Linked DNA regions of Mus musculus: regions 2, 3 and 4 are each linked to region 1. A link is a contact called in public Hi-C and promoter capture Hi-C data. All regions are on one chromosome and are shown on one strand. Each heading gives the region's core, a stretch centred on a gene start, on an enhancer-like site or on the middle of the called end of the contact. The rest is flanking DNA. Distances are from core to core; before and after follow the strand shown.

Region 1 (7,422 bases), core at 1,616-4,115:
GTTTCCTGAGCACAAGACACACACTCACGTATTCTCTGTATACATTATCTCACCCCTTAATCTGGAAAGGTATGAACTAAAGCTGTCATCCTGTGAACTGAGGAGACACAAGTGATTGATTTATATAAAAGTGGCAGAGGAAGGTTACTACCTATCAGAAGTGTCTAAGGGAGGTCACAAACATACTAAGGCTTCCTGCAAAGGTGGCAAACACCACCATCACTAGTGTCTGCAGCAGATTCCGAGGTACAATCAAAACCACCTCCAAGACCTTCCTCCAACCCCATCCAAGCCTATTCATGAACAAGAGCTCCACTCATATGTGGCCACTGGCCTGGAAAAAGAGGGCTGGAACACCAGCGGATGCTCCCCACATGATCTTAATGGGCAGATAAACTAGACTAAATGACTGTTAGTCCTGCAAATGGAAGTACTTTATTTCTAATGCTTATAATAATAAAGGCTAGTAGTTCCTGAGCACAAGCCAGGTGATTCTGAAAGACAAGATGAAAAGACCACTAATAATTACTTCACACACTTGTTAACCACTCCAAATAGTCAACTACAATCCAACTTTCTATCTGAGCACTTTGACTATTCTATTTCCCAACAACATGTTTAGCTTTTCTTCTTCTTGAACAGAAGAGACATGACAACTGCACTTGAACCTTATTTGGTTACTCTGAACCCAGGACAAGCACTCTAACACTGAGCTACATCTCCAGCCCTAGCTGAACCTCTGCAAATAAATTTCTGCCAGCTTTGATTTGACAGGAGGAGTTTAAGGATGACCACAGACAACATGAAAAAGTTCAGAAATCCTTTATGTAGCCCTGAAGACCAGGGGAGTCTGCAACTCACAGATCCACCTGCCTCTGCCTCCTGAGTACTGGGACTATCACTGTGTCGGTTTTTTGTTTGTTTGTAATTGCTTTTAAAAGCACCCATAGTCCTTAAGTTCAAAAGAAAAAGAAAAAAGTCCTAAGAGTTAAACTAAAAATTAAATAGCAGGTTATAACACTAAAAGCATTATGATATACATTTAAACTGTATTATTCATAATTAGCTATATTCCTTAATTAAGTTTGTGTTGACAGTTAAAACAGAGCAGTTATTATGGTGCGAAGTCCCATCTCCTTATCCAGGTACTGAAACAATGCTTATGCAGTGTTTTTACCCTGTTAAATCACCTAAATGCACACGTTAACAGGTGCGAAGACACCAAGGTGTTACATAAGCACACCCCAACAACAACAACAAGGCTAGTCAGGATGACTACACAAGGGCCGATCTTCTGAGGAGCCTCACTGTTTGACCGCCTTGCCCACAGCACGCCCCACTCACCCTACACCAAAAAACAATGACAAGCGCTCCAGACAGCTTCAGGCTCGCTGCCTTTTTCTATCAGTGATAAAGTGATATGCAAGTACAGGAAGTTTGAGCGATGACTTTTCAACTGGAGATAGCAGCTGCAAAGGAGTATCAATACCCTAAGTTGTACAAACTCCGGATTTTATCAGGGAAATGTTACAAAACTTCCTTCTTCCGGACAACTCATTATTTGCCCCAAGTCTACATTCCTTTATTAGTCACGACCTTTCAGAATGCTTTCATCCCTTATTGTTTGAATAATATTGGGACTTTTGATGTTGCTAATAAACCTTACAGGGGCCCTTATCAAAGAAGCCAACCTAGGTCCGTGTCCCAAAACAGACCGGATTACAGGAAACTCGGTACTTGTAATTCCTTGTAAACAGATGTATCCTCCTCTTTTTTTCCGTCCACCTGTATACTTCTATCATACATAATTGACAGCAACTCGAATCAGTTTTGCAGAAATTTACTCTTGAGGAACTGGGAAGCCCCTACGTGTTATGTGTGATAGACACACGACAGTGAATCTCATTTACCAACTGCCACTGGGATCTTAACACCTCAGATCTGACCTCTGAGCCATATGTCAATAGGCTGTAAGTCAGGCAGAGTCCCAAAGAATAACGGGGGTGTGGGGGGTGTTACAAAGATGGATCCCACAAGATGTGTGTGTGTGTGTGTGTGTGTGTGTGTGAGTGTGTGCACCTCTAGCCTGTACCGATGGCCCATCAGGCAGACCCTAAAGAGCCATCTTCCCGGCTGGGACCCCACACATCCCCGCGGGCCACGGGGCCTGCTCCGGGGCTGTGGGAGGGAGGGGAGGCAGTGTCTGTCCCCACTTGGGAGTCCTAAACAAATGGAAGCAGAGCAAGTTCTCACTTCCTGATCGCCGGAGCTTCCCCCAAGGCCCCCGTCCCGCGCCAGTCACCGGGGACGGGGGTTTAAGAAAAGGAGGACCCCCAGGGGTCCCAGGGCCCACCCCGCCCGCGCCTCGCCACCCGTCCTCGTCCTAGCCCTCGCAGGGCCTTACACGGTGACGTGACCGGAGCCGCGGACCACCACCGGGTCGGGCGAGTACTTGAGCAGCTGCTCCTCCAGGGCCCGCTCCTCGTCCTCCTCCTCCTCGTAGATTTCATCGAAATCCGCCATCCCGAGCCGGCGAGCCCCCCGCCCGGGGCCCTGGCTCTGGGGCGGCCGCGGGGAACGGCTGGTGAGGCGGCGGGCGCGGAGGCCGCGGAGCTGGCGCTCGGCAGTGTGGGCTCCGGCTACTGAGGAGACCTGGTCCCGGCCGCCGCCGTTGCCGCCGCCACCGCCGCCATTACCGTGGGCAGGAACAACAACACAATGTCAACATCCGCCGGGGCCGCCACCCCCGCCAGCGCCGCCGCCCGCGCCAGCGCCGCCGCCGTCGCCGCCGCAACTCCGGCAACCACAGCAACAGCCCGAGCCACCCGCAGCAGGAGCAGCCGGCTACCGCATCGCGAGACTTCCCGGGAGCGCGGGCGGGCGCGGGCGTGGGCGCGGGCGCGCGGGTGGGCGGGCGGGCGCGTTCACGCGGACGGTCTCGCGCGCTCCCGGGACGCCGGCCTCTTCCTCCGCTTCCACCCGGCGCGGCCCCGCCCTCCGGCTCCAGGGTCAGCGACCCGGAAGGCGGCGTCTGTGAGGATCGGGGGCGCTGACCCCGACTCGACTCCTAGAGCCAGGCTGGAGTAATCTGTAGCCCAAACAACGACAGCGGGCGAAGCCCCTGGCCGGACCAGAGAATCTGACTGCCGGTTTAATAAAACGTTTTTAGTCCACGATGCGAAGCAGAGTTGGTTGACTTTGCCAACTTGAGATTAACAAAGCAGTGCATTCTCTTTTTTTTTGTTGTTGTTGTTTGGTTTGGTTTGGTTTGGTTTGGTTTGGTTTGGTTTGGTTTGGTTTGGTTTGGTTTGGTTTGGTTTGGTTTGGTTTGGTTTGGTTTGGTTTTTCGAGACAGGGTTTCTCTGTGTAGCCCTGGCTGTCCTGGAACTCATTCTGTAGACCAGGCTGGCCTCGAATTCAGAAATCCCCCTGCCTCTGCCTCCCAAGTGTTGGGATTAAAGGCGTGCACCACCACTGCCCGGCAAACAGTGCTTTCCTGTCTACTGTCCTACCTGATTTTCCAAAATATCTCCAAAGCCAAATATTCTGTCCTTTTAGCCCAGGTTGTTTGTTTGTTTGTTTGTTTGTTAACAAGAAATCTCACCATCAATACTACCTAACAAAGTTGACAAGTTCTCTGTGTTCCAATTAAGAAGTTGCAGTTGTATGCTTCGTCTCTCTAGTGAAAAATGTTTTCTCCACAAGAGGGGATGGGGGAAGGGAGGAACAGTGGACTCATGGATCACCTTGGACCTGGTTTCACAATCAAGAGTCTGCCAAGCATCCAAACAACATAGGAACAGAACTGGACTCCTACGGCAAACTGGACCATGGGGTAACAAGAGTTCCTCATTGGTCTGGAAAGGAAAGAGGAGTTGTACTGGACCCAGTGTCCACAAACAGTTCTCTACGCAGTGTTCGCATCCTTCAAGTTCGTTTACGGGTCTTTGTCCAAGCAGAAAACGTACAAAGGTTAACATGAGAGTGGAAAATGCTGGACAACTTAATCCTGGAAAGATCTGGGGAAAAAAAAAAGGGCAGTGAGCTAGGCAGGGAAAAATAGTCGATGCGTCAGACTTATGCTTTCCCAGATTTATTCATTCAATAAACACTGAACCTACTGTGTGGTCAGCTGTGTGTGTGTGTGTGTGTGTGTGTGTGTGTGTGTGTGTGTCTGTGCGCGTGCACGCGCGACTATGTATGTTACAGTCTCTGGCAGTAACTTTTCTGTCATTAAGGCAAGCAACCATAATTCTCTAGGGGGGTGGGAGTCAGAGGGTATGTCAAAGGCTCCAATGGAGCATACACACAGGAGGCAGCTTAACTTGGTAGTTCTGAAGGCTGACTTTGAATCGCCCTCTATCATTTCCTATGGGACCCTGGCCAAGTCCTTTAACCTCTTGGTCTTTGACCTGTCACAGGAAGACAAAAGTGCGGCGTGGTAGCACACATCTATAAAACCCTAGCAGGTGGGAGATGGAGACAGGAAAATTAGGCATTGAACATCACTCTATATAGCCAGTTTGAGCTATAATAGAGCCTTGTCTCTAAAATAAAATAGATATAATAGTACCTATCCCTTGGGCTACTTGACAGAGTCTCTTGATGTACGTGGAATGCTTAGAAGAGGGATATATAGTCACAACAGGAAACATTCTTGATTCTTCCCCGCTTCTCTGCCATGAAGATCACCACGTTCCTTTGGCATTGTGTAATGTTTCAGTGTCCGTGAAGTATTATTAGTTTCAGAGACCCTATGTGAACTTGCTCTTGATCCCGTGTGTATGTGTGTATTTAATACTCTCATTCAGGACTTCAACTTCAACACATTGGCTGCAGAGAGTTCCTGAGCCTCCTCCTTGACAGTAATCAAGAGCCCAGTGGCCACATTCAAAGAGTGGCTGCAGAAAGGATGAGGGAGGAGGAGGAGGAAAATGGGTCTGTTTCGGTCATGGGCCACACCCTGCATGCTGTGTACAACCCAGAATCCACCTCTCAGTCAACACAGCCGCTGAGCATCACCCAGCTGACAACTTTCCAAGGACAGAAGAAACTGGAAGAGCCCCTTCTTTCTCCAGCACCCTCCACAGATCCGTCTTCAGAGGAGAACCTACAAGAATGTTTTCTGAATGGAGATGGATCATGGCTGGCACTGCCGGCAGAACACTGGGAGTTAATTAGGCGGCAGAGGACTGGCAAGAAGCTCACTCTCGCAGCACTGACTTTGCGTGGGAGGAGCACTCTGGCTGGACTCCGACAGAGAGATCGGTCTGACTCCCATTGCCGAGGTGTGAAGAGAAGTCATTGTTTTTAGTTGTTTTCTTTCTTTTTGACTCTTCTTCCGGTTTGGGGGGGCGGGGGGGGAACCTGCTGGTGTCAGTAAAGGGGCTCGAGACCTGGGAGCAAGGCCAAGAGGGCGAGGAAGGATGAGTCAAGCATTTCTCTATAATAGTTGACATCATAATTCCAAACTCCACCCCCAACACTCCAGGATTGCTTCCTGCCAAATGACTCCCTCCGCCTTTCCTGAGTATGAACCAGTCTTTGTCAAAATGTTCCCCCTCTCCTGTGCCCACAGTACACACCCCTGCAAACATGTCTCTTCTTTTGTATACCTCTTCATGCTCCTCACGTTCACATGTTCCTTCAGATCAACTGGCTTAAAACAAACAGGACAGCTCAGTAACCCCAGGAGCCAAGACTTTAGTTGCTATTTGAGGCGGGGAGTGGGGGTGGGATGGGGGTGAGATGGCAACTCACTTCATAGCCCAGGCTGGCCTAGAACCTGTCATGTAGCCCAGGTTGGCTTCAGATGTGTGGCAATACTCTTGTCTCATCCTTCTGGGTGGCGAGGAGCCTGTCATTCATAGATTTAAGACCTCCAACGAGTCAAGCAATGGTGGCACATGCCTTTAGTCCCAGCACTCATGAGGCAGAGGCAGTCAGATCTCTGTGCGTTCAAGGCCAGGTTGATCTACAATTCCAGGGCAGCCAAGGGTAGAAAAAGTAACCCTGTCTCAACCCCCATACATGTTATTTATTTATTTATTTATTTAGGCATTGGTGTTTTGCCTGTATATATGTTTGATATGTTTGTGTGAGGGTGCTGGATCCCCTGGAACTGGAGTTATAGACAGCTGTGAGTTGTCGTGTGGGTGTTGGGGATTGAACCCAGTTCCTCTGGAAGAACAGGTAGTACTTTTAATTGCTGACTCTCCAGCCCTCACATCTATCTTTCTAAGCTTCTTCACCCTCACTGGAGCCTTTGCCATGGAGTTATGAGGGGTTACATGAAATAGTTCATGTGCTGTGGCTGTAACCCTTCCCTAAGACTCATATATCAGCTTTACCCCTCAGCGTCATGACAGGCTTTGGACATGGGGCTTTGGGCTAGCTAAATGGGTTTAAAATATAACATCGAAGGTTTAAGAAGAACATCCATACCTTGATAGAGACAGCAGAGACCCTGACCTCTTCCTACCCGCCATGAAAGAAGACAGCAAGAAGAAAGCTACCTGAGAGCCAGGAGTGAGCCCTACACAGGCTGGTCCTTGGCTCTTTGACTTCCTCTCTCCAGGCTACTAGATAACTTCCTCTTATTTGAGCCACTCTCAATCCAGGTGGGCAGTCTCCTTGCCCCTCCCACAACATATAGCCCCAAGATTTCTCCCATGCCCATTCTGGGCCTCACCAGCAATCACTGGTGACTATAGGAAGCAACCTTTGACTACTCGGTAGAAGACCATGATCAATGAGGAGTACGAAATGTGGAAAAGGAACACCCCTTCCTTTATAATTTTGTGGTGACCCATGGCCTGGAGTAGGCCAGCCTTACTGCCCGGTGACTTCCAGATGTCACCAGAGCAGACATGAAGGGAATGATTTCAGCATCCATGGAGTGTCCTGGGGACACATACATCAGATGAACAGTGTGCTCACTTTGTGATTGCCCATGTCTAGCTCCCCAATGATGATGTGCAATTTGATGCATCACACCACAATAGTTAGGAAGGAGAATTTGAAAGTTTGGGCTCTGTCAACGAGAAGCTGAAATAGAAATCAGGATCAACCATGAAGAAGTAAACAGGGCTTGTTACATTCCCTCAGAACCCTTGCTTGAATCGTTGCAAGAAAGACTCCATCCAGTGACAATCTGGATTTTGCCTGGACAAGCATCCTTCTAAGCCAGACACCCTTGGCGAGTGGAGCATCTGAAAGGAGGCAAATCTTGGTGGGTTCTTAGCTCTCCAGATGACAGTAGCATCTGCCTATGGGACAGCAGTTCAGCTTCAAAGGAAGGAACAGCGATGGATGCTGAGCCCATCTTGACAGGACACACAGCTGTAATCCACATTTCCTGGCATCTGTCCTGGTCAGTTGTGGATGATCATAAACACAAGACTCGTGATAGCCACTCAAAGA
Region 2 (7,422 bases), core at 1,829-4,328, 420 kb before region 1:
AAGCCTGGCCACTCTCTCGTACTCCTTAAATATCCCAAAGCTAGGCCTCTGATAATCTCCCGGACTGCTGCTGCAGCTGACTTTCTGGCTTTAATTATCCTGGCTCCACAGGCCCAGCCTGGAGGCTGTAGCCCCAGTGTTTGTCACTGCCCTGGAAGGAAACAGTTCCCAGCAGCCCTGCGCTGCTTAAGGAAAGGGCCCCACAACGAGCAAGACGTTTCTTCAGTTTCTAGAATTTGCTACGATTTTTTTGTACTTGAAGCCATTGTTAGAGGCACACTGGCCTTATTTGAGGTCAGTCACCTCCTGCTCCAGCTCAGAGGTAGATGGGGCTCCTTCAGTGAAGACAAGGCACCCCCTTGTCCAAGGGAACATTGCCCGGAAGGTGGCAGAGCCTGCCATCCCATTATTCCTAGGGTCAAGAGAAGTCAGGGTCACCTGGTGATAGTTCTTGGCATTCCTTTTATCTGCAAGGGCCTCCAGCTCAGAGCCAACAAAGAGAACTTTCCTATGCAGCCCTCCCAGGCAGTAGTCCCCATGGGAGCAGGGAGAAAAACCTCCCACTGTGACTGGGGTCCTGATGGTTGTGGCCCACTAAAGTGATGGGCCCTGCTTGTGCCACATCCCAGCCACCAGTGGGAATGTCAACATTTCTACAGTAACTGGTTTCAATTATTTCTCCTCTTATTCCAATTAGTTTGCCAAACAAACAGCTCATGCGGAGACAGGGATTGTCCCTCTGCTGCCTGCAAAGGGTGGGATGGAGCTGTTATCTGAGTATCAGATAAGAAGTAGAGGCATAGGGAGGGAATTCTAGTCCTGCTGGCTCACATTTGACATCTGTCTGATAAACAGTCTCCCACCCCACCCCCCTCCTTTCTGTCCAGAAAATTCTTCTGGAAAGTCTCTCTTCTCAACCATGCCTCAGAGGACAGTATGCCCAAGCCAGGTCATTCCACTCCTGCCTCCCCTGGAATGCCTCTGGGTCATGCGACTTCTGTGGCCATTAAGCCACAGGAGATTTTCTTCAGAAAGGCATCTGAACACAATTAGATCAAATACAACAGTTCCCATTAATCTGCTTTATAATTTAAGAAAGAATCTATGCGCCATCTTATTTTCTCCTAATATTTCTTTTAAAAGGAAGGCCACAGAAGGATCAAGAAGAGGAAGAGAAGAAAAGTAAGAATTGGAGAAAGAAAAGAGGGACCACCGAAACAAAGTCGAAGGGAAAAAGGCAGAGAAGACAGAAAGGGATACAGTAACAGAGAGAAGAGAGATACAATGATACAAAGAGAAGTGATTATAAATAGAGAGATGGGGGAAGAGTGAAAGATCCAGAAGTGTTATACTAGAACTCTTCATAGGAGATTTACATCAATGTAACTGTGGAAAGAAAGTATCTATCTTCATTTCATTCTATTTATCCTGTTTGTCATCTACCCATCCACTTATCTGCCCGGCTACGCATCCATTCATCCACCCACCAGTCCACTCATCCATCTAAACATCCATTTGCCCATCTACTACAATTGGCTCTGAAGGATTTTATTTATTCATCTATGCACCCACTTATCCACCCATCTTCTCGCCAGTCATCCATCGCTCTTCCCACCTACCCATCCAACCTTTAAGGACTTAAATTATGTGCCACGCACAGCCTACAGCTCACAATCTTGTAGCCTATGGTTACAAGCTCACGCCTCATGGGCACCTTGAGAATGATGTCTCCTGGCAGCAGCCGTCCATCTCTGGCAATCACTCCATCGCGATAAATATGCTGGATGATGATGTGGACCAGCGGCGTCTCGCTGCCCCCCACCAGCCTTATGGAGAGGCTTTCGCTGGGATCCGCTCTGTTGATTTTGATGCTTGTAATTTCACCATCTGGAATCAGGTGAAACAACCTTGGGAAGACTGAAATGGACAGAAACAGTATTTGTTTCAGACATCTACTCCACGGGCATCTCCAGCCACTCTGAATGCCAAGCTAAACTGTTGACAGTTCCCTGTGTGTGGCACCACTTTCCTGCCTTGGTGCCAGCATTCTCTACTGGAATGTTTTTCATCCTGGGCTGAAACCCAGAATTTCCTTCAAGGCATGCACAAAATAATTCCAATTCAACTCTATCCCAATCTCTCTTTTCCTCATTGTCACTAAACACACGATTCCTATAGACTGTTCTCATGGCATCCAGCCTTCCATTACTGCTGTCTGTGTCCATCTCTCATATCACGATCTGGACTCCATAATCTGGCAACTGGCTTTGCTATCAGGCTCATGTAGCTGTCTTAACCTGGCTGTTCCCGATGTTAATTTGACAGACTGTTTCAATTAATGTTTAAACTACTCTGATTACATTGTGGAGGCGGCACTTTCTGGCTGTCCCATGGTTTTGTGCACAGATCTCTCTACACACTGGAGCCTCCGGCTGATGCTTACTGCTTGAATAGGAACGAACTAATGAACTGATGTCTTCAGGGAGTGAACTGTGATTTCATTACTTTCTTATCCAGGAACAAAAATAGAATCTGCTCTTCTGTCCTCTGCTGAGGTCATTTAGGAAGATCTGAGACTCTGCTTTTCAGGCCCCAGTAGTCATCAGCCCTCTGGCAGATACTGCTGTCAATCACAGCAGTCAAAAGACCTGGTTGACAGGCACGGAGAGGCCAAGGTCATGGTCTTACAGCCGTCTCCTTAAGACGTGTTCCTCATCTACCTGGATCACTGACCTCAGTGCTAAAGAGAAGATCAAAGATTGAGTGAGCCACTGTTGCCTAACCTTAGTATTTGACCTGAGTCAGCTTTCTCCAGGAGTCACGTCTTAGCTCCCTCCTTGTGGCTGTGGCAGACACAGAGTAGCTGTCTAGGTCACTCTGAGGCTACACAGTGACAGACAGTCCTTTATGAATGTGTGTGTGTGTGCAGAAAGGAAGCTGTGGAGTAATATGGCCTCAGAGTCGGTGAGGAATACCAGGCTTCTGAGGGTTAGCACATTTATGGCCTCAATAGTTCCCCAGGAATCATATGTTCACAGCCAGGTCAAAATCCACAGGGACAGGCCCTAGAGATCAAGAACTAACTGGCAGAAGCACTGACTGGCACTGTTTTCTAGTTCAGTTGGAACAGAAGTATTTAGAGGGGACACCAACTGCTGAGAACAAGTCACGCCTAGGCTAACTGGGAAGTGGCTCCTTTTGTGTAGCTCAGACACTTAGGATGCAGAGGAAGAGACATTCATGCCCAGCCTCACACTCTTAAATGATGTCCCTTAGAGCCAGACCAATGAGATCCTTGTGGCTTTGAAGGGTTAAAAACGTTTTTAAACTGCCAAAATTGTCCTAGACAGGACCTGAAAGAATTCGATCAAAATTTTTTGTCTAGAGATTGTAGGATTTAAGAATATTCTCTGTACATTGAACTAGGACATTGGGACTCTTGTCTTCAGTCCTCACTGACTGACACATGTGGATTCTAATCCCTGTTTCTGAGTGAAGAGTTAGATTGGCAGTGGGAAGGAGATGGAGGATGCAGGTTGGCCAGTAGCTGGGAGGCATTCGAAGCCACACAGGCACGTGAGGAAAGAGCATGGTGAGCAAGTGGTGGTGGTGGTGGTGGTGGGAGCGGCAGAGCCAAGCCAGGAGTCTCAGATGCTGTGCATGAATTTTCCAAAGCACAGTAAATAAAACACCTGGGACTTTAACCTTCAACCCCAAAGACAGTTTTGGAAGGTGTTAAAAGAGCCAGAAGCATCAAGTTAAAATCCTATGCTTGCACACACACACACTCTCTCTCTCTCTCTCAGTGTGTGTGTGTGTGTGTGTGTGTGTGTGTGGTTTTGTGTGTGTGACTTTGGACTACTTGCCTAACCTCTCTGGATCACTCTCCTTAGCTGTGAACTAGGATTGACAGTCTTTTTTTTTTTTTTTTTTTTTTTTTTTTTTTTTTGAGACAGGGTTTCTCTATATAGCCCTGGCTGTCCTGGAACTCACTTTGTAGACCAGGCCAGCCTCGAACTCAGAAATCCACCTGCCTCTGCCTCCCGAGTGCAGGGATTAAAGGCGTGTGCCACCACACAGTCTTTATCACTTCTCATTCTTTTGACACACACACGACTCTTTAGAGCATTTGCTGGTACGTGAAGAGCTGTTGTGACTTTCCATGTTATTGTTTTACTATAGAGTTTCATACGAACCAGATTGCTGCACACTTGCACGCCCACTACTCTTAAGAGGCAAACGTAGGAGGATCACGGCAAGTTTGAGGTCAGCCTGATCTACACAGTAAGTTCTAAGGCTAGCCAAGGCTACAACGTGAGGGCCTGTCTCAGAAAACAAATGTTGATTTAACCTAAAGGCTTCAATATGAAATGAACAGAATGTCTTTTCAGATCCACTTATATTGGGAAACATGTACCATATATGCACACTAAGATATGACAGCTTTCTCTTGTGGCCCCAAAGGTCAATACTGTCGTCATTTGGAACAAGTTGAGTGACTTCTGTGTGTCTTGGTATATGCTCCTGAAAAATAGGTCGACAGTGGAGCATCTTGAGAGCCACACCAGTGAGATACCAGTGACCTGGAAATGTGCCGTGGTCATGGGGTGTCTGAGCACATAGAACACTTAGAGCACCGTGTGTGTGTGTGTGTGTGTGTGTGTGTGTGTGTGTAGGTACGTGTACACTAAGAATACTAGTCTAGCCAATGTGCCAGCTTCAGTCTAAGATGCTTTTTAAGGGCCCTCAAGATGGGTCAGTGGCTCAAGGCACTTGCTGAATTCCAGTCTAGGACCCTCATGGTGAATGGAGAAAACCAACCCTTGCAAGTTGTCCTTTGACAGTCACATGAGTCACATGCACTGTGGCACGTGAGTACATGTGTATGTAGGTGTGCACAGCCACCTCCACCCACACACTATAAATAAATTAGTATAGAAAAATCAAAACAGGGGCTAGAGAGATGGCTCAGTGGTTAAGAGCATTGAATCCTCTTTCAGAGGTCCTGAGTTCAATTCCCAGCAACCACATGGTGGCTCACAACCATCTGTAATGGAATCTGATGCCCTATTCTGGTGTGGCTGAAGACAGCTATAGTGTATTCATTCATTCATATATATATATATATATATATATATATATATATATATATATATAATTCTTTAAAAAAAGAAAATCAAAACAATAGGCAAAACAAAGGCACTAACTTGCTGTCAGTTTATATAGAACTCGCAGTGTCTGTGGCTTTTTCTGTTTTAGCAGAAGCCTGTGCACAGTGCCATTGGGTGAGAATGAAGTAAAATGCTTTTCACACTCTAACTATAATCATTATTTTCATGTGCATTAAGCCAGCACCTGGAGCCCAGGAACAGACGAATTTTTCCTCACCTGTGTAAAAAGACAACAAAGAAACCAAGAGTCCCTGTCCTTACTCAAATGAGGAGGTCACTCAAGGCTATGTACCCTTGGAAAGACAGAGGTCACAGAGGGTGGACATTGGTCAGGCTACCACCATCCCTCAAGTGACTCTGGCAAACTAGCCTACAGCCAGCCTCGGGGTGCAGTGGAGATTCCCTTTACCTTCGGGGACAGTGGTGTTCTCAGAGTTGTCCCTGCCCTGGTCAACATGGTTGGCAACGACACTCCCGCTCTTCGTCCTCCGGAGAGCACTTAGAGCTCGGTTGATCTTCTTGAAAGACCGGCTTCTCATAGTGGAGCGCTCAAAGGGCCGTGCTGAGGAGAGAGAGAGAGAGAGATCAATGGAGATGAGAGGCACAGGCTCACCGCAACCATCTGCTAGCTAAGCGTGCTGCTGTGTGCCTGTGATCTCAGCACTCAGGAGGTAGCCAGGAAGCTCAGGAGGCCAGAGCCAGCCCTGGTGCAGAGTGAGGTGTTGCTTCAAAACAAGCAAAAAAGAAATCTTTTCGGTCTAAAGCGTATGAACTGGGACATTGGGATATTAAAACAGTGATCACTATTTACCTGTAGTTCTAAATTTTTTATGTAGTAAAATAACATATCTCACTATTTAAAAAAAAAAAAATCTCTTCTCCCCCTTGGATGGGAGTGGATAGAACATTACTTTCCAAAGAAGGCAGGGGAGGTACCCTCTCTATAGGAACTGTAAATCATCAGACCTCACCTCACCCTCCATTACCAAGTCAGATCACATGGTCACTTAAACTTTCATTTCCTGTTGGAGAACTGGACATTGAGTGTCGGCCAAAACTACCAGAACCATTTCCCCTTTAAAAAAACATTTTGAGAACTTTCCACCACGGGTATTCTACAGAGGGCAATCCCAGGGAAAACCACGGGCCCATTCCCAGACACCGTCCCATTTTTGACTCACCCCTAGTCCGGTTGCTCCGGCCAGAGTCTGAGGAGTTGGCTACTGGCTCACCATCCTCCACCGAGGACACGTAGGCAGGGTTGTCTAGGCCAGGCTCATCTGTCATTAAAGAGATGGTGGCGGCTGCAGAAACCTCTGGGGAGAGCGTCGTTGCCATGAGGCTGGCGCAACCATCAGGACAGCCATCTTGAGAGCGCCTTTTCCTGTCCTTGGTCAGGCCATAGTGGGAGGCCCCTTTGCAGCTGGAATAAAACCAGAGGGGCACTTAGAATGTTTAGTCAGAACTTCCCCAATCAATACACATGCTTGTCCATGTACACCCCTCCCTTTCACATATAAGAATTCAATATATGCTGGCCGGCCAAATACATTAATGACTTGAGAAATAATTTGTTTTTAATTGCCTGTTATATTCTCCTAGCATATAATCTCTACTGTCAAGCAGTAGGAAATCACATCTACCTGACTGGGGTTGAGGACGGGGATCTCTAACATTTGGACTTGGTGACTGTTTATTTTGACTACCAAAACCCCTAATCACATTCTCACCCCTTTCTTTTGGGTTAGATCCCACAGCATTGGACATAAATACTCAAGGCCACTCCCAGATCCTGTATTTAGCCGACCATGGAAACAGAATCGCACTCGCCACAAAGCCACAAGGTTTACTCGGAACTGCTAGTCTCTAGGGGGCGGGTGTGATGGCTTCCATTCCTGTTGCTAGGTTGGTCTGGTAGCGCCTTGCATGCTCTTCAGAGGAGTCAATGCCAGGAGCTCTCACACACTGAAAGATGTCACATCTCACAGCATCGGGGGAGAAAAACATCTTTGATTTTTTTTTTTATTGACAACAGAGATCTTTCTGTCCATCTCTCTATCCATTTTATTCACTGCATTTTCCCAAAACCCAAACACTGTAAAGTAGACCATCATTGGCACATTAGGGAGAGGGAGGAATGCCCAGGGCTCTGAAGACCAGCGTTTGAGCCTATCTGGATCCTTAGTTTTACGAACATGTTTCCTTGCCACTGGGCCAATCATTTCAGCTCGCTGACAACGGTCTGGTCAGA
Region 3 (7,422 bases), core at 1,959-4,458, 400 kb before region 1:
GGGGGGAGGTTCTCACTGCAATGTAGCCCAGGCTGGTAAGCTGGTCTTGGCTTTATAATCCTCTCGCTTTAGCTCCTTGCAGGCTGGGAATATAGACCGATGTCCCACAGTCAGCTTCAGTATGTTTCAAAATCATTATGCCTATACTCAAGCCTAATGAGTACTTTTGATCACATGCCTTCTTTTGATGCATTCATTATGCTGGTACAATGGGGGGCTTTTTAGAGGAGTACTAGAATACATGTTTTCATTCAATGAATTCAAATTCATGGAAGGCCATGTAAGAAACACAGGGTGGTGAAAGAAAGTATAGCCTCTCCGGTTGAAAATACCTAGCTGGCAAGCACAGGTTCTACTCAACTCCCTCAGTCATCCTCCCCACTTCCAACCCCCTGTCTCATTCCCAATGGACCCAGTGATGCTCACTTACTATGTCTGTTTACTGTGTGCTTTAGATATTCATGTGGAGAGCCCAGCACAGCCTGGAATGCAAGGCAACAAACAGTACCCAGTGTGGTTAGTACACCTCAAGGTGACAGTGTGGTTAGTTCACCTCAAGGTGAATAGTAGACATAAATGAAAAGAACAATACTGTACAATACACATGAGGGACTGACACACAGCAAAAACCTCATGCCTTGTTAATGGAGAGATGCTAGTAGAGACTAGTGTTGGGGGAGCTCAGAGCAGAAGAGCACACACCCTGCTGAGGGGTGTAAGGGAAGGCTTTGCAGAGGAGGTGAGTCCAGAGAAATGAGGCATAGCAGCTGCAGCCAAGGTGTAGACACCCCATTCAAAGACCCCAAGAAGGTAGTAGCCAAGGTGTAGACACTCCATTTAAAAAACCCCAAGAATCTAAGTTCATGCTGGATGCAGGGAATGGTAGGTTCCATGCCATGTCCCTGTAACATGCCTTGCCGATGGGGACACACAGAGTGGAAGTGAGATCAGCGGGAGGAGAAATGTTAGAGTAGAACAGTGAATTAAACTGGGACACCTGACTACCAGCCCCCACTCCCGGGGGCTCAGCAAAGCTAAGCTATACTCTTGGGGCTGGAGACAGTAGGCACAGAGAAGTCTGATGCTAAGTCTGGAGAGGGAGAGGGCAGAAGGAATGAAGCTGACAGGTGCTCCACCCAAAGTCACTTCTTCAGGCTCTCTGACCATTGGCCTACACAGGATTGCCATTGCCAAATGCCAGCCAGCCATTCCCTTCCTTTCTCCCCACTTCCTTCCTCCCTTGCCCGCTCCTTCTATCCTCCCTCCCTCTCTCCTTTCCTCCCTTGATGTTTTTTGAGATAGATTCTCACTATGTAGCCCAGGCTAGTCTGGAACGTGAGATCCTCCTGCCTCAGCATCCTATGTGCTAGGCTTACAAGCCTGTGCCGCCACATCCAGCGTTTCCCGTTTGAATGACTGTCCCTTCTCTCCCAGAGATCACAGCTTTCAAGAGAGCAAACTCGTGCTTACCCTGATCACCACTCAGCCCTCACTGGCGTGTGCAATGTGCAGGCAGACAGGGTGTCACAGGCTGTGTTAAAACAGCTCCGGGGGATGGGGTGGGGGGGCTGAGAACAGCTATTTTTTTCTTCCTTCTGTTTTTAGATACTTTCTGTTTATGCTTCTAATTGTGCTGACTAGACACGGTTTAATAGTTGCAAGCTGCCTTAATCCTTTTTTTGGAGTGGGGGAGGAGGCAGGCTATATTTTAAATATATGGCAATATTTCACAAGTCCTGGAATGGAAAACACTAGACATCTCTACTGTGTCTGAGATAAAAATAAGTGCATCAGCCATCATCCTCCGAACACTCCCACAGAGGCTCCTGAGCACCTCCCCGCGCGCCCCACCCCCAGTGAGACCCATCCCTGCCGGTTAGTTCTCATCATGATACTTGGAAGAGACTCAAGCAACAGTGCAGTTTCCACCAACAGGATTGCTTTAGTTTCCAAGCTTTCTGGTCCTGAATACAAGCCCCCTTCCAGGAACTTTCTGGAAATTACTCTTAACATTCTCTTGATCCCCCTTCTAGGCTAAACCCCATGCTTCCTTTCCCATTCCATGTGGGATGGGACCACAGGGTCACTTGTTTGCTACCAGAAACCATGTCGGCAATAAGCGTTGGTGCTTATGTGTAGTCTTGGGTGAGGCTGGCATGAGTTAAGGAGTCAAGCAGGATCAGTGGGCAAGTGTACTCTTGGTAGTCAGCTTAGAGGGAGAGAATAAATTTGAACCTAGATGGAGCTCATCTTAAAGAGCCAACAGGCTTCCCCACCAGCCACACATGGCCTCTCTGGATCACTTCCTCTCTTCTGCCTCCAAACCGCTGGGGGAAAATGTCCCCAGTTCTCCAGCCACCCAGTTCCCTTGTTAATGAACACCAGAAAGGAAAATTTTCAAACAAGCTGAGAAGCCATGTGAGATGGGGACTTGCGTTCTAGCTGCCTGGGGCTCCCAGGTGGACATGGGGTGTGAGGAGGGACAAGGTGCCCTCAGGATAGAGTTCACACAGGTAATGAAGGGTCCGATGCCAACCTCAGTAGGCACGCGTGACTCAGTTTACCCAAGATGGTCTGTATGCCTGAGATACGGTTGGCTAGTCTCTGAACGGGGCCAGTTTCTATTTGAGGGATGGAGTGAGGAGGAAAAGAAGCACAGAGAGGAACTGGACCTCTTTTCCCTTCATGTAAATGGCTCTGGCACTGTGTTTGATCCTTTGAACCTCAGTTCACAATTCAAATTCATCATCAACAGTTGGGGCAACTCACACTGACAGTTATGCTACGTGCTATGCACTACGGACCAGGCATGTTGTGAAACATGTATTGATCCATTCAGTCCTCACACCAGCCCTATGAGGAAAACACTGGTATACTCCAGGCACAGAGAACCTTCCCAGGATCACACAGCTGGTCCCTGGAGAGGACGGTGGAATTCTGGTTGAGGTGTGCACAGTAGGGCAGTAAGATGCCATGCACGTGGGTGGCTGATAAGCAAGAGGTGCTTGGAACACAAGAAGCAGGGGAGACCCAAGGAAATCTAGAAGCAGCTCTTGGGTATATCCTATTCTTTACTACTGTATCATCCACTGGGTGGCTGCTGAGAAGAACTCAGGCAGCGTGATCTGCCAAGCGTAGCCTGCTCTCATCAAGCCAGTGCCTTCAGGCCTGAGGCCGAGAGACACGAGCCACAAGCACCACACAGCTTGTGTCCTTGCCTCTGCCCTGTCACCAGGGCCATTTGCCAGCAGAGTGCACATCCTAGGTCCCTGCATGCCCTTGGGCTTCCTGTTTCACTGACGATCCCCATCTCCAGAAATAACCTAATTATCTCTGGGAATAGCTTTGGCCTCCTCGTCCTAGAAGCAGAAGTTTAAAAGGTTCCTATCTGGGCTTCATGGGCACTGCTAGGTGGGTTATTTATTCTGCCTCTAGAGGGAGCTCTTTAGTTCCAGACTTTATTTTCTCTTGCATGCATAAGGCAGGGTATTCGCTGTTGAAAGCAGGCTTTCTCAAGAGAGGAGGCACTGCAAGTAGCTCATGCTGGCCAGTGTGCCCTGTTTGCTATTGTTCATGACAGTGCTTATGACAGTCATTAGATTAGTGCTTTTAATAACAGGCATGAACTGGGGTTTAGCCTATTCAACAATGTCCTAACTGGGAGATATTATACCCCCACTTTACAGGTACAGACAACGAGATTCAACACAGTGGCAAGAGTTGGAAGCCAGACATAGTATTGGGATTCTTATCTTGACCTAAATCCTCTGCATACTTGTCTATGACAAAGTAAGCAATATTCATTGTCCTGAAGGCGGCTCAGTTCTGAGCACTTACACTTAACCTATTTACCCCTGTTAAAACCTGTCAGGCAAGCTTGATCAATCTCTCTTTTTTTTTGCAGATTTGGAAACAATATACAGTTTAGCTTGCCCAAGGTCATGGTTAACCTCTAGTGACTAGCAGTCCCTGTTTTCCCGGGACTAACCTGGTTCAGAGATACAGAATTATCATCTAAAAAGTGGTCAGTCCTGGGCATACCAGATGAGCTGGCTACCTTGTTTAATGCAGACAGTGTGAAATCAGGGCTGTGACCCCAAGGGGATGCTCTTACCAATGACAGTAGTACATAGTCCCCCTTTTTCCTATGTTTTGGCCCAAAGATTTAATGGAAGCTAGGGATGTGGTGGAGGAGTTCCTGGTTTCAGATGCTTCCGAGTGCATGCTCGCTTGGATGCTATTCTCTTAGACGGATGTCCAAAATGTCCCTCCTTCCAATGGCTGCTTCAATATGTTCTTTTACAGCAACCTTTGCAGCTCTACATTGTAAGCAATTCCAGTACTTCCCAGAAACTTGAAGAATAAACTCCCTGTTTAGTTTAGACAAAGCCTAGCAGATAGCCAGGGGAGTCTGATAAATATGTGTGCTGCTCCCTGGGGTGCCTCGGAAGAATTCCAAAGCTCAAACCAGATGTGCAATTGACAGAGGTTGATGAGGGATGGTGGAGGGTTTGGGCACAGTCCACATGCCAGGTTAATTCTTCATAGAGATGTCAAGACAGTTTATCCATCCTAGGACTCTCTGGCCTCTTTGAGGTCATCAACTTCTCTTCCTGGACATTTTGGGGGAGGGGAGCTGGAGAGTCCCAAGCTACAGACAATGAGGGTTTTCTGTAAACTGTTTAGGGATTGGGAATATGTACGCAGGGGTAGGGAAGGAGGGCAGCTTTTTGCCCAACTTTAGTCCCTGCTATTTTTGGTTCCTTTGAGAATTGTTCTACTTGGTTACTTATAGAACATTTGGAAATGAGTTCCCCCTGGAGGCATAGGCCTGTGATGTCAGGAACTCAGAGGGCTGAGGCAGGAGGATAATAGGTTCTGCGTTATCTATGAGGGAGTCCAAACTGGCCTGGCCTAGGGAGCGAGACCCAATATCAAAGTAAACAGCAAATAAAACCAAAATAAATGGCAAAGAGGATTGGAGATGTGGGTCCGGGGCAGAGACCACAGAGCATGTAACAGGCCTATGTTTAATTCTTAATATTGTAGCATGCACAAGCATGCACATGCACGTATGTACACACACACACACACCCACACACACACACACACACACACGCACGCACACAAACACATACACACACATAAATAGCACATTTTTGGGAACTGGACTACGGATCAAATGTTTTTTACTTCAAGGTTGATGGGAAACGGCTTTTGGGGTAACAGGAATCAAGGCAGCCTGACCACTGTGGTTTTCTGATGGGCTTTCCAAATAGCCTGGGCACCCAGATGTCAGCAGGAGTCTTTTTTTGGGTCTTTGTGCTTTTGTGAAGTCCATTCAACCCCAGGGGCTGTGCAGAGGGGTCACAGCTCCGTGTGGAGATAGACATGGGAGAAGGTGACATGGCATTCAAGTGGAAATTATTTCCAGATGACATTTCAAAACCATTCCTCCATTCCCTCACATCCATTACGTGGCACTCCTTGGGTAACTACGAAAAGGCCTCCTCTGTCTAACACTTTCCAGGCTGGAAGTCACAGACCCTCCAAAGCACAGGACTTGACACTTGGATATTGAGAAATTGCGTTCTTCCTCCCCGTTTGTCAATGTGCCCCACGAAGACATTTGGTTCTTTTGTGCTAAAGTCTTTTTTTTTGTTGTTGTTGCACAAATTGAATAAAAATTCCATCTTCCCAAACAGTTTCTGTTTGCTCAATGAACTTCCTTTCTTTCTCAACATTTTTAACGGAAACTTAGTACTCTTTCTGCAAATCGCATTTCGTGACCTCAAAATTATGTTATGTCTATGTGGAGCGCAGTTACAAGTGGTTGTAAGACCACTTTGGGTGCTGGCAACCAAAATGGAGTCCAATATAAGGCCAGCAAGTGCTCTTAACCCCTGAGCCATCTTTCCAGCCCCTATTTCTGAAACTTCTATATATCTCAGGAGCTACATTAAAAGGTCATCTTAGTAAACCCAGTGATATTTCTGGGCTTAAGATAAATCACATTAAAGTTTTTTTTTTTAATTTTATCTTGAATGACTTTGGAATCTATGGAATCTAAGCATACTCGATAGCCTGAGATCTGTGAGAGGAACGATATCAAGCATCAGTAAGCAGTCGGCTCTCAGCCTTCGTTGTTGAAGCACTTGTTGAAGGGCGATGTGGGAATATTGTAGTAATTAGCAGTAATTAGAATCTTGACTGTAATTACCTGTGTGAAAACTGGTCAGCCTAGTCCTTGTTCAAAAACTGCACGAAAAATTGAAATAACATTCTAAATAACTTCTACTTGGTCATGGTTACCTCCTCCCCCACTTCTCCCACATCCATTCCTATCTTCCCTACCTACTCAACTTCATGACCTTTATGTAAGTACAGCGTATGCTGCCCACAAACTCTTGCTTCCACGCTATCACTGGAGGGTGATCTACCCATCACGGTGTACACTGTTTAAGAAACAGACTCTCCCTTTTCAAACATCAGCCCTCAGCTGCCAATAGCTCCTTAGCTGTTGTTAGGGGTGGGACTTGGAGCCTACCTCCTCTCTCCATGCTAGAATTTTGTCTGGCCTGAGCCTGCACAGGTTCCAAGCACTCTATCTCAAATGTTGTGAATTCATATGTGCAACTCCCATACTGTGTCCAGAAAACACCCAGTGCTCAAAACTGTGACCTGGATTCATTCTTAAACGTGGTCCTGGCTTCTGTTTTTACCGAGATTGCCCTTTAAGCTTTAATCCATTTAAAGATTTTGTTTCTTTGGTTTTTTTTTTTTTTCAATTCTTTGAGGGATTCCATAACCCAAGGGAGGGAACAGCAGTGGACATTGAAAAACACACAATTGAAACTTAAACTTGTCATTTTACCCATCTCCCAACTTAACTATTAACCTTGTTCATGACCAAAATCTGTCACCAGAAACTACAGTGAAATCAATGGGGTCAAACACTTTAATCGACCCAGGAGGAAACGGAGTCCCTAGATTTGGCAGGGGGAGGGGGGCATCAGGGACTTCTGAGTTACTCAAGTAAAACTTTTGCTCATTTTTGAATGGAAACAGGAGACCAGGCTGTGAAGCGGCATGGTGTTAGCATAGCCATAGGGAAACTGCATGGCATTAACATAGCCGGAGATGCAGGGCTTCCCAAGAGGGAACTTGGTGTCAGCATCCTTTGCAACTGAACTCCTCCAGATATTGTAAGTTCTTATGAATACGTTAGTCCTTTCTTTTATTGTGAGTTGTTCATGACAATATCAAGCCAGATGACTAACTATAGCCATCTCCTGAAGAACAGGACTCTTGACATAAATTAAGGAAGGATCGCTACAGACACTGCATGCAATTCTGAATGTGGCTTATATAAAGTCCGATGGTGTGGGTGCATGAGCAGTTCATGGGTTTTCTGTGTCAGTG
Region 4 (7,422 bases), core at 1,908-4,407, 340 kb before region 1:
GACAGATCTGTCTGATCCCTACGACCATGAGAGCATCACATGAGGACTTCCTAACATGGTGCCAGGGCTGTTCCAGACAGGTTAAAAAGTTTCTCTGGGGCATAAAGAAATCACATGCTAGAACTGGGCTTTGAGCCCAGGCAGTCTGATGCCAAAGATCAGTTAGTTCCCTATTCTAGGATGGCAGGCCCACTTCACCTGGAATTAAAAGACCATCTTGCCCCAGCAAGAGGCACTGCCTGCCCCTGATCTCCATTACTCTGACCCATGCATTTAGGTAGTTTTTCTCTGTGTTCTATTGTAGGATGCAGGGGTTTCAGATTGGGGAATGCAGGGGCAGGGGTGGGGTGGGAGGTGTCAAGGCAAGTGATGGGCAAGGAGCCCGAGGTCCTTCCTTTGAGTCCCCTTCAGCAAGATGTAGTGTTTTTAAGGTTAGAATCCAGTCCTCAGTTCACTGGGCCCTTGCTCTTGAATGGCAGAAATGTGTGTTACACTTTGGGAAGAGGGTGGGACCAGAAGAAGCCCGCAGCGGGTCTGGGACCACAACTGCTCTGATGCAATGATTCAAGGTCATTGATGGGTACAACATATTCTATTCATAGGTGTGGATTTTATCCAAAGGTTCTATGAGCCTTCCCTCCACAGAGTGGTACAGGTTGCAATTATCTGTCACCTCTCATACTGACCTGGCCAAATGCTCATGGAGTCTGAGGTAGAAGATGTTTGACTATGAGATTAGAGGGGACAAAGTACCCAAGGCTACTCAGGGTGGTAGCATGATGAAAACGAACTGGGCTCCCTGAAAGTCAGAGCACTCAACAACGACAACAACAAGACTTTCTCCTGAACGCCCGTTAGGAACTCACACTTTGTGAATGCATCAAAAGAGCCTTGAGCTGGGGACAAGAAGGAAGAGCGACCACTCCAGACTCTGCTTCGCCAAGGGGGCTGGCAGACCACGCTGCCTGGCTCAGGGAATGACAGCTTGTTCATTCTCCTTCCTCCGGACTGTTGTGTGTTCTCCAAACTGTTAACAGTGGTGTTAATTACTGACAATTAATTACAGTAATAAGAGCCGGGTTCTGAACCAGTGCAGCCACAGGAGAGCTACATGGGCTCACACACGTCCAAGCTCCCAGAAAAATTCCTCCAGTAGAGAGGGACTTGGCTTTCATTTGTCCCTGGCTCAGTACCAGGCACTGCCTCTACTCAGAGAACCACATTACATAGTACTTATATCTCTTATCCTACCGAGAAGGAAATGGAGGTCCAGAGAAGTTCAGTAATTTGCTAAAGGATGTAAAATCTCCTAATCGCACTGGTATACACCTGAACTAGTGGAGTTGTCATGGCAACTTCTCAGGGAGAACACCTGCAAGTTATCCAACAAGCTACCCCACCCCTGTACTAGACACTGACTGGACTCTGATTTCTGCCCTGTCATGGTTTTTTTTTTTTTTTCCTTTTTCTTGAATTGGGGGCAATAAAAACATAATATTATTTTCCTATGCAGTTAGAGACAATGATCAAACAATTTGTTATTTAATAATAGGTCCATTGTTTTAAAAATAACTAATTAACCAGGTATAGGAGAAGGGGTGAAAGTTTGCAGAGGTTTGGAACATCAAAGACAAATGTATGGCGTACAAAATCCAGGCTATGGGGAGTCCTTCTCTCACCTTGCTCACAAACCTCTGAATCAACTGAGAATGTTATTAAGGCATCAACGGCAGTCACTCTGCAAACACACTAGCTTAGAGGACAATACTGGGCACAAAGGTCAGCTAGAAAAGAGACTACGAGCTTCCCAAGAGTCAGAGAGAAACCAGTAACAAGCACAAAGCAGACACTTACCAGCAAGAAGCAGCCGTTCGAGGGCAGTGCGTTCGTACAGTTGGATGTTTGGCATGTTCTTTTACTTTTTAGAGGGCTGTCTCTGGGCTTATTTCCTAGTGGATGATTTCCTTATAAACCCCGCTGCTAATTTAAGACCCAGGAAAGGGACTAATCAAAGTCTATAAAATGGAATGTCTCAGGATTCATTTATTTCTCTCCTGGAGCTTCCCAGCTAAGTTGATAAGAAGACAGATTGGGGACTTGTTTCTTTGCCCTTGTTAATAATATTAGCTAGTGGAGTGGGTCTCTCAGGCTCGTTGAGAGCAGGTTATGTGGTCAGGATTAGAAAAATAAATATGGGTCCTTGAGGATTTACAATTACTTTTAGAGTCGGGTCCTAGCAGAGCAGCCTCTTCCATATATTTATTAATATAGAAAAGATAGAAACAACAAGAGAGTTTCAACAATTCAAAAGCCAGGCCTGGCGTTACATTCTTGTGGCCTTGAAGGGTAATCTTTACTTTAGCCAAAGGTCAGCAGGCAACCTATCTGGCCTGAAGGTAAACAGTTCTAATCCAGACTGCTAAATATTTTCCACAAATAAAGGAAACTAAAGGATTTTTATGAGAGAGAGAGAGAGAAGGAGAGAGAGGGAGAGAGAAGAAAGCTTATAAATAGGGAGCCAGAATTTATTACCTTTAGTATTGACTTTCTATTGTAAACAACAAGACCTAGGGAAGTATTACAGCTTTGGATCAAAATTGCTTCAGATGACATGAATGCAAGCAAGAAAAAAAAAAAGGACAATCTGAATTTTGTGAATGTCCCCAGCACCCCACACCACCCCCTACACACACACACAAAACAGGCTGAACTGGTCTGCACATTTGAACTAACTTTCAAAAAGCATCTCACCTCACTTCTCTCAGGGGTTTTAAAAAGAATCAGATCAACGTCACCAACAAGTAGAGGCCGGATTAATAATCAGGAAACAAAAATGATTAAATATCTGGCCGAGATAACGTTGCTGGCCATGGAGTAAGACTGGCGCAGACATCTCTACTCTCAGAGTGTTACTCTGGACTGAGCCAGTAAGTGGTCTTTCTTTTACTTTTTCTTTCTTTTCTTTTCTTTTTTTAAATTCAGATTCCTTGTTCAGATCCCTTTTGGGCCAGAGGTCTAAAGAGAGGAAAAAGTAGTTTCTTCTCACCTGTTCAAAGATGTTTGGGACTTTCAAAGCAGCAGTGACCAGCCAGCCTCCATCCCTGTGCCAGAAGCGTCTAGGGCCGCCTGAGCTGTGACCGGTCTCAACTTCGGTGTACAGGTGGCTGGAGGAAGAAGAAGGGTATTGGTTGGTTCAGAGCAGGAAATCTGTGACATCACGGAAGTCTGGCTGAGACCTTAGGGACTAAAACATCCCCAGAGGCTCCGCCCCCGTCAATTACCTGACTACCTTGGAGCAGGTAGGTGGCGTCTCTCAGAGGACAAATGAATCAGTTAGAGCAATTTGCCAAGTGGAATTTACTTTCCTTTCTGAGCATAGCACGTGTCTAGCCCCGTGTACAGATCTGAATGCGAATGCCTGATTGTTTCCCAGGCCCATCTTGTATGCCTGATATTGTTTCCCCTCCAGGCTCACAGGAGCCCACACAGCTGCCAACATCAGAATTAAAAGGGAAGTTTAAACACTGGAAGGAGACAGGGATTTTTGTAGGGGGGGGGGGGGAAGGAAAAGGTTGTGAAGACTTAGCCATATCTGGGACTTGTCCCCACTAACGCCTTTCTGAATCACATCCCTTTGAGTTCCTAGTGTTTTTCTGTCCCAATATTATAACAAACCAGAGATGACCTAAGTCTACTTAAAAAAATCTAATTTTGATACCTTTCAGCATCATTTCCCAAACACCTTCGCGGTCCCCAGCATATTAATAATAGATTCAGGCATTGGTAAAACTTCAGGCATTCCTACCTCGGCCTGTCTGTCACGTGGTGGTTACAGTCCACAGTAGGCCTGCAATTAGGAGTACTTTAAATGATTCAGGTTAGAATGATAGCGCCTTACTAAGGCCATGTTGTCTGCAGGGAGAGATAGGGAAGAGGACTCAGGGCTATTTTGGTCCCAAGCTTGGTGTGTGACCCTGGACAAGTCACCCTTGCTTCAGCTTTTCCAGCAGGCTAATGGCACGACTCAGCTGGCACTTGAGTGACAGCTAAGAGGATTCCTGCCTGCTGGTTAAGGCCTGTGGCATCTTGTCCCATCAGCCTGTTGAATTGCTGTGTGTCTGTGGCTCGCAGCCAGCCTCCCTCGCAGATGTAGTCACTGTTCGGAATGTGCTACCTGGGGACCCTGGGGAGTTCTCTCTCCTGGGTTGGTCCAGGCACACTTTGGTCCCCTAACGAAGAAAACGTCTGCTGAAAATCTTTCCCCCCTCCTGATCTTGAAACTGTAGAAGTCGCCTGTTCTAACACCTCACGGCCTAGCCGTGGTTTGTGGGCGGGACTAGGGGACAGCTAGAGTTAGAAATAGTAAAAAAGCACCTTCTCCCTGAGTGCCCACATTGGTAGCTGGCTCCCTGTCACTCGGTACCTTGTAAAGTAAAAGGAGAGGGTAGCAGAAGGAAGATGAAGTTAGCGCAGGAGGCAACTTCAAATCACTGGTTCACCCCAGACAGGCCTAAACAGCGCATCCATCTGGGACCAAGCAGCTTGGGACTCTTTAAAACAAACACATACACACACCTCTCTTCGCTACTTTATCCAATAGAAACTAAGGGAGGCGTGGCTACCCTGTACCGATAAAAGCAAAAGGTTCGAAAAGGAGGGAGGGGGAGGGGGTTGGGGCTTGGGGGTTGAGGAGTGGGAAGATAATAAAGGTAGTTGAACCTTTCAAGTGCAGGTTTTTCGAGGCAGGAGGTGGGGGTGGGAGGAAGTACTATTAGCCCAGCAAGACAAAAGCTTCTCCTTCCTGAGACAGCGTGTCCCCGTGTCCCCGGGGGTAGGAGGAGACCAAGGCTAGCCAGCTTGCAGAAAGCCACGCCCCTCATTGAGTTCCGCCCTCTCTGTGCTGTCAGTCAAGCTTCACCTTGCCCAAGGGGATTGGCTCTGACTTGGAGAGGCAGTTAGATTTCCAGGCACAGAAACCCTGGGCAGAGAGGCACAGGAGAAATATATTTGCATAAAATGTGCAATCAATGAACGCGCACAGAACTTCGCTGAAGGAAGGCCTTTAGACTATGGGAATTTTTCTGGCTGTATTCACAAACACACAGCCACTTGCACGGATAGCCTGGTGAAAGAAAGACAAACTTAGGAGAGAGAGGGGAAATAGAGGAAGTGGATCAGCATTAAACTGGGAGTGGAGCTAAGGCTCAGGTGTCTTGTGTAAGAGAAGAGAAACTCCTGGATATTTTATATGGTTAGCCAAGAGAAGGGCTTCTCTATGCAGCTGAATGTAGCCTATTCTTTAAAGACTAAAACCAAGTTCAGTATAAACTCCACTGTTTCATTCCGGCTGTTGTGTTTGAACAAAGTCTTAGATTCTAAGGTAAGGTGGGGGGAGGCAGACAGAAATAATGACCACTAAAGCGAACACGGAGTAAGAAAGACAGCAAGAGCTTGCCAGGCCCGCGTACTCTCCCCAAGCACTTTATACCGGAACCCCAATGTCAGCTCCTGACATCATTTACACGCAACAGGACAAGGAACCAGGGTACAGAGAAGCAGGGAACTTGACTCACACAGCGAGTGGCAGAACTAGGGCAGTTTGTAAACAGGGCCTTTCCTAAACTGTGAAAAGAAATCAGGGAGATTCTAATGGTGTGTTCACTGGGTGAGGTCCTAAATGTGAATCTACCTCTCTCTCCCTCTTCTTCCTCTCTCCCACTCCCCACCCCCCACCCCCGCTCTCCCACTCTAGACAGGGTCTCTAGTGCAGCCTGGTCTCAAACTCCCTATATCTATGAAGACAGCCTTGACTTTGGATTCTCTTGCCTCCTTTTCCTGAGTACTGGGTCTACAGGCGTGAAGCTCCACATCTGGCTTTATTTCGTGCCGGTGTTTGAACCCAGGGCTTCCTGAATGCGAAGCAAGCCTTGTATAACTGAGCTGTATTCCCTGTCCTGCCCTGCCCCCTCCTTCTGAGACAGTATCTTGTAGCGGAGGCTGATTTTGAACTGTTGATTCTCCTGCCTTCAATTCCAAGGGCTGGCATTCCAGTCATGCTTCGCCATGACGGGCTGACTTTAGCCTCTTACCTGTGCATTATTCTGAAGGAAAAGCCGGGTTGAAGCAAGAGTGTGGTCTGAGAAAGAACTTGAGGTGCAAAATTAATTAACAACTGGTTTATATATGAAAAGATAGGAGTGAGATGTTTATTCTTATGTACCTGTATATGTGGATATATGAAAAGCATGAGGACATTATATCATTTCTGAGGGTGCTCTTGAACTTATAGTTTGGAGACATATCAACCCAAACTCAAGAGTGAAGGACAGCTTGAGGGTCCCCTTGAGAATGACAAGTAATTCCCTATGACATCTTCCATGGTCATTTCTATCAGAAATGTCTTTGAAAGCCTAATATGATCTATGCACAGCTGAAAAGATGAGATAATGCAAGAATAATTTGCATTATACACTACTTCCAAGGCGAGTGGTTTAGGCATCAGCATCAGCAAATAGTAGACCCATACTGCTTCTCTGCAGCCTCCTCCCCCCATCCATTTCTTTGTCATTGCTGAAACCCTAAGGTGCTCTGGGGCTCAGAGGTAACCCTGTGCCATATAGGACTGTCACAAACTGCCACCATCTTCATGAATTCAGCTGCGTTGGTATGCAAACGATCACTGCAGCTTGGCTTGTTGACTGTGATGCTTTCTCACGGGAGGAGGGCTTGGGGTGGGGGGAGGGGAGGCTCCAGAGTATGAACCTCCTCCTAGCCAGCTGTTCACCACCTCAATTGCATGTGACATCAGGGAGGGGCTAGAAGTACATAGGCTGGAAAGGTCTAGGGAGAAGGATTCTCATCTATTGGTCCATTGGGAACTCCTCGCCCAAGCTGGTAGACTTCTAGTGTGGCTGTGTTAAGGCCACCCACACTCCTGCCCATAATCCCCACAGCCCTGTGAGTATACTTACTAAACTCATAGGCTCCAGAGTGAAGATTGGTAAAATCATACCTCACTTTGCCCTGGAGACCTTAGGAGGAGGGGCTGACTTCTTTTACATCTCCCTAAGCAAAAAATAAAATAAAATAAAAAATTAGCAGCTTGGAATATACCAACTATACCTCTGGGTGGGCTAGCAGTTGATGTTAACCCTTTCCCTCAAGAACAAATCATTTCTAGCCCTGCTTTGACAGCACACTAGAGGAAGTGGGGGAGCTGGTGTAGCCAGGGCTGCTGGGAAAATCGTCATGCCAAAAGGAACATGATTGGATCTGGAAGAGGAGACGGTGGCAAGGACAACTCACACAGGGCTGGGGGCAGGGATGCTATAGGTCATGTGTGGTGGGGACCTGTGTGGAAGGGCAGCAGTACAAACTGATTTAGAGGAGCCACCAGGTAGGTGAGATGAGGTCAGATCAGGA

What was found. A called contact is a pair of places that touch in the nucleus more often than the background predicts. Capture Hi-C pulls out chosen DNA fragments and counts their contacts.
Region 2: a Hi-C map of liver shows a contact between it and region 1, with 2.1 times the contacts expected there. The contact joins the enhancer-like site here to the promoter of Chic2 in region 1. A contact is called at or near these places in 1 of 39 promoter capture datasets (hippocampal neurons), 3 of 484 Hi-C or Micro-C datasets (embryonic stem cells, liver and nephron progenitors) and 6 of 115 datasets of contacts at active chromatin or transcription factors (the NIH/3T3 cell line, embryonic fibroblasts, fetal liver and 3 more).
Region 3: a Hi-C map of liver shows a contact between it and region 1, with 1.6 times the contacts expected there. The contact joins the enhancer-like site here to the promoter of Chic2 in region 1. A contact is called at or near these places in 1 of 39 promoter capture datasets (hippocampal neurons), 4 of 484 Hi-C or Micro-C datasets (embryonic stem cells, liver and nephron progenitors) and 4 of 115 datasets of contacts at active chromatin or transcription factors (the NIH/3T3 cell line, differentiating embryonic stem cells, fetal liver and 1 more).
Region 4: a promoter capture Hi-C map of liver shows a contact between it and region 1. The contact joins the promoter of Lnx1 here to the promoter of Chic2 in region 1. A contact is called at or near these places in 1 of 115 datasets of contacts at active chromatin or transcription factors (pancreatic cancer cells) and 3 of 9 other capture datasets (adipose tissue, liver and pancreatic islet).

The regions. Positions count from the first base shown.
Region 1 is chr5:75,041,776-75,049,197 of GRCm38.p6, forward strand. Chic2 (cysteine-rich hydrophobic domain 2) reads right to left here and starts at 2,866. Exons shown (of 6, transcript NM_028850.5): 1 at 2,405-2,866. The coding sequence starts at 2,523. It also overlaps the pseudogene Gm18593.
Region 2 is chr5:74,621,768-74,629,189 of GRCm38.p6, forward strand. It overlaps Lnx1 (ligand of numb-protein X 1), which reads right to left. Exons shown (of 11, transcript NM_001159577.1): 3 at 6,353-6,594; 4 at 5,581-5,733; 5 at 1,715-1,917. Among named protein-coding and RNA genes, the nearest start is that of Gm32304, 22 kb to the right of the region's middle. Within about 2 kb of position 3,079, at least 10 of the 459 cell types and tissues checked have an H3K27ac peak or open chromatin away from gene starts, as enhancers often do. A contact at or near this core is called in hepatocytes and liver, where this site is marked.
Region 3 is chr5:74,637,878-74,645,299 of GRCm38.p6, forward strand. All of the region lies in intron 2 of Lnx1 (ligand of numb-protein X 1), which reads right to left. Among named protein-coding and RNA genes, the nearest start is that of Gm32304, 6.1 kb to the right of the region's middle. Within about 2 kb of position 3,209, at least 15 of the 459 cell types and tissues checked have an H3K27ac peak or open chromatin away from gene starts, as enhancers often do. A contact at or near this core is called in liver, where this site is marked.
Region 4 is chr5:74,699,746-74,707,167 of GRCm38.p6, forward strand. Lnx1 (ligand of numb-protein X 1) reads right to left here and starts at 3,158. Exons shown (of 11, transcript NM_001159577.1): 1 at 3,047-3,158. Gm15984 (a long non-coding RNA gene) reads left to right here and starts at 2,727. Exons shown (of 4, transcript XR_001784879.2): 1 at 2,727-2,927.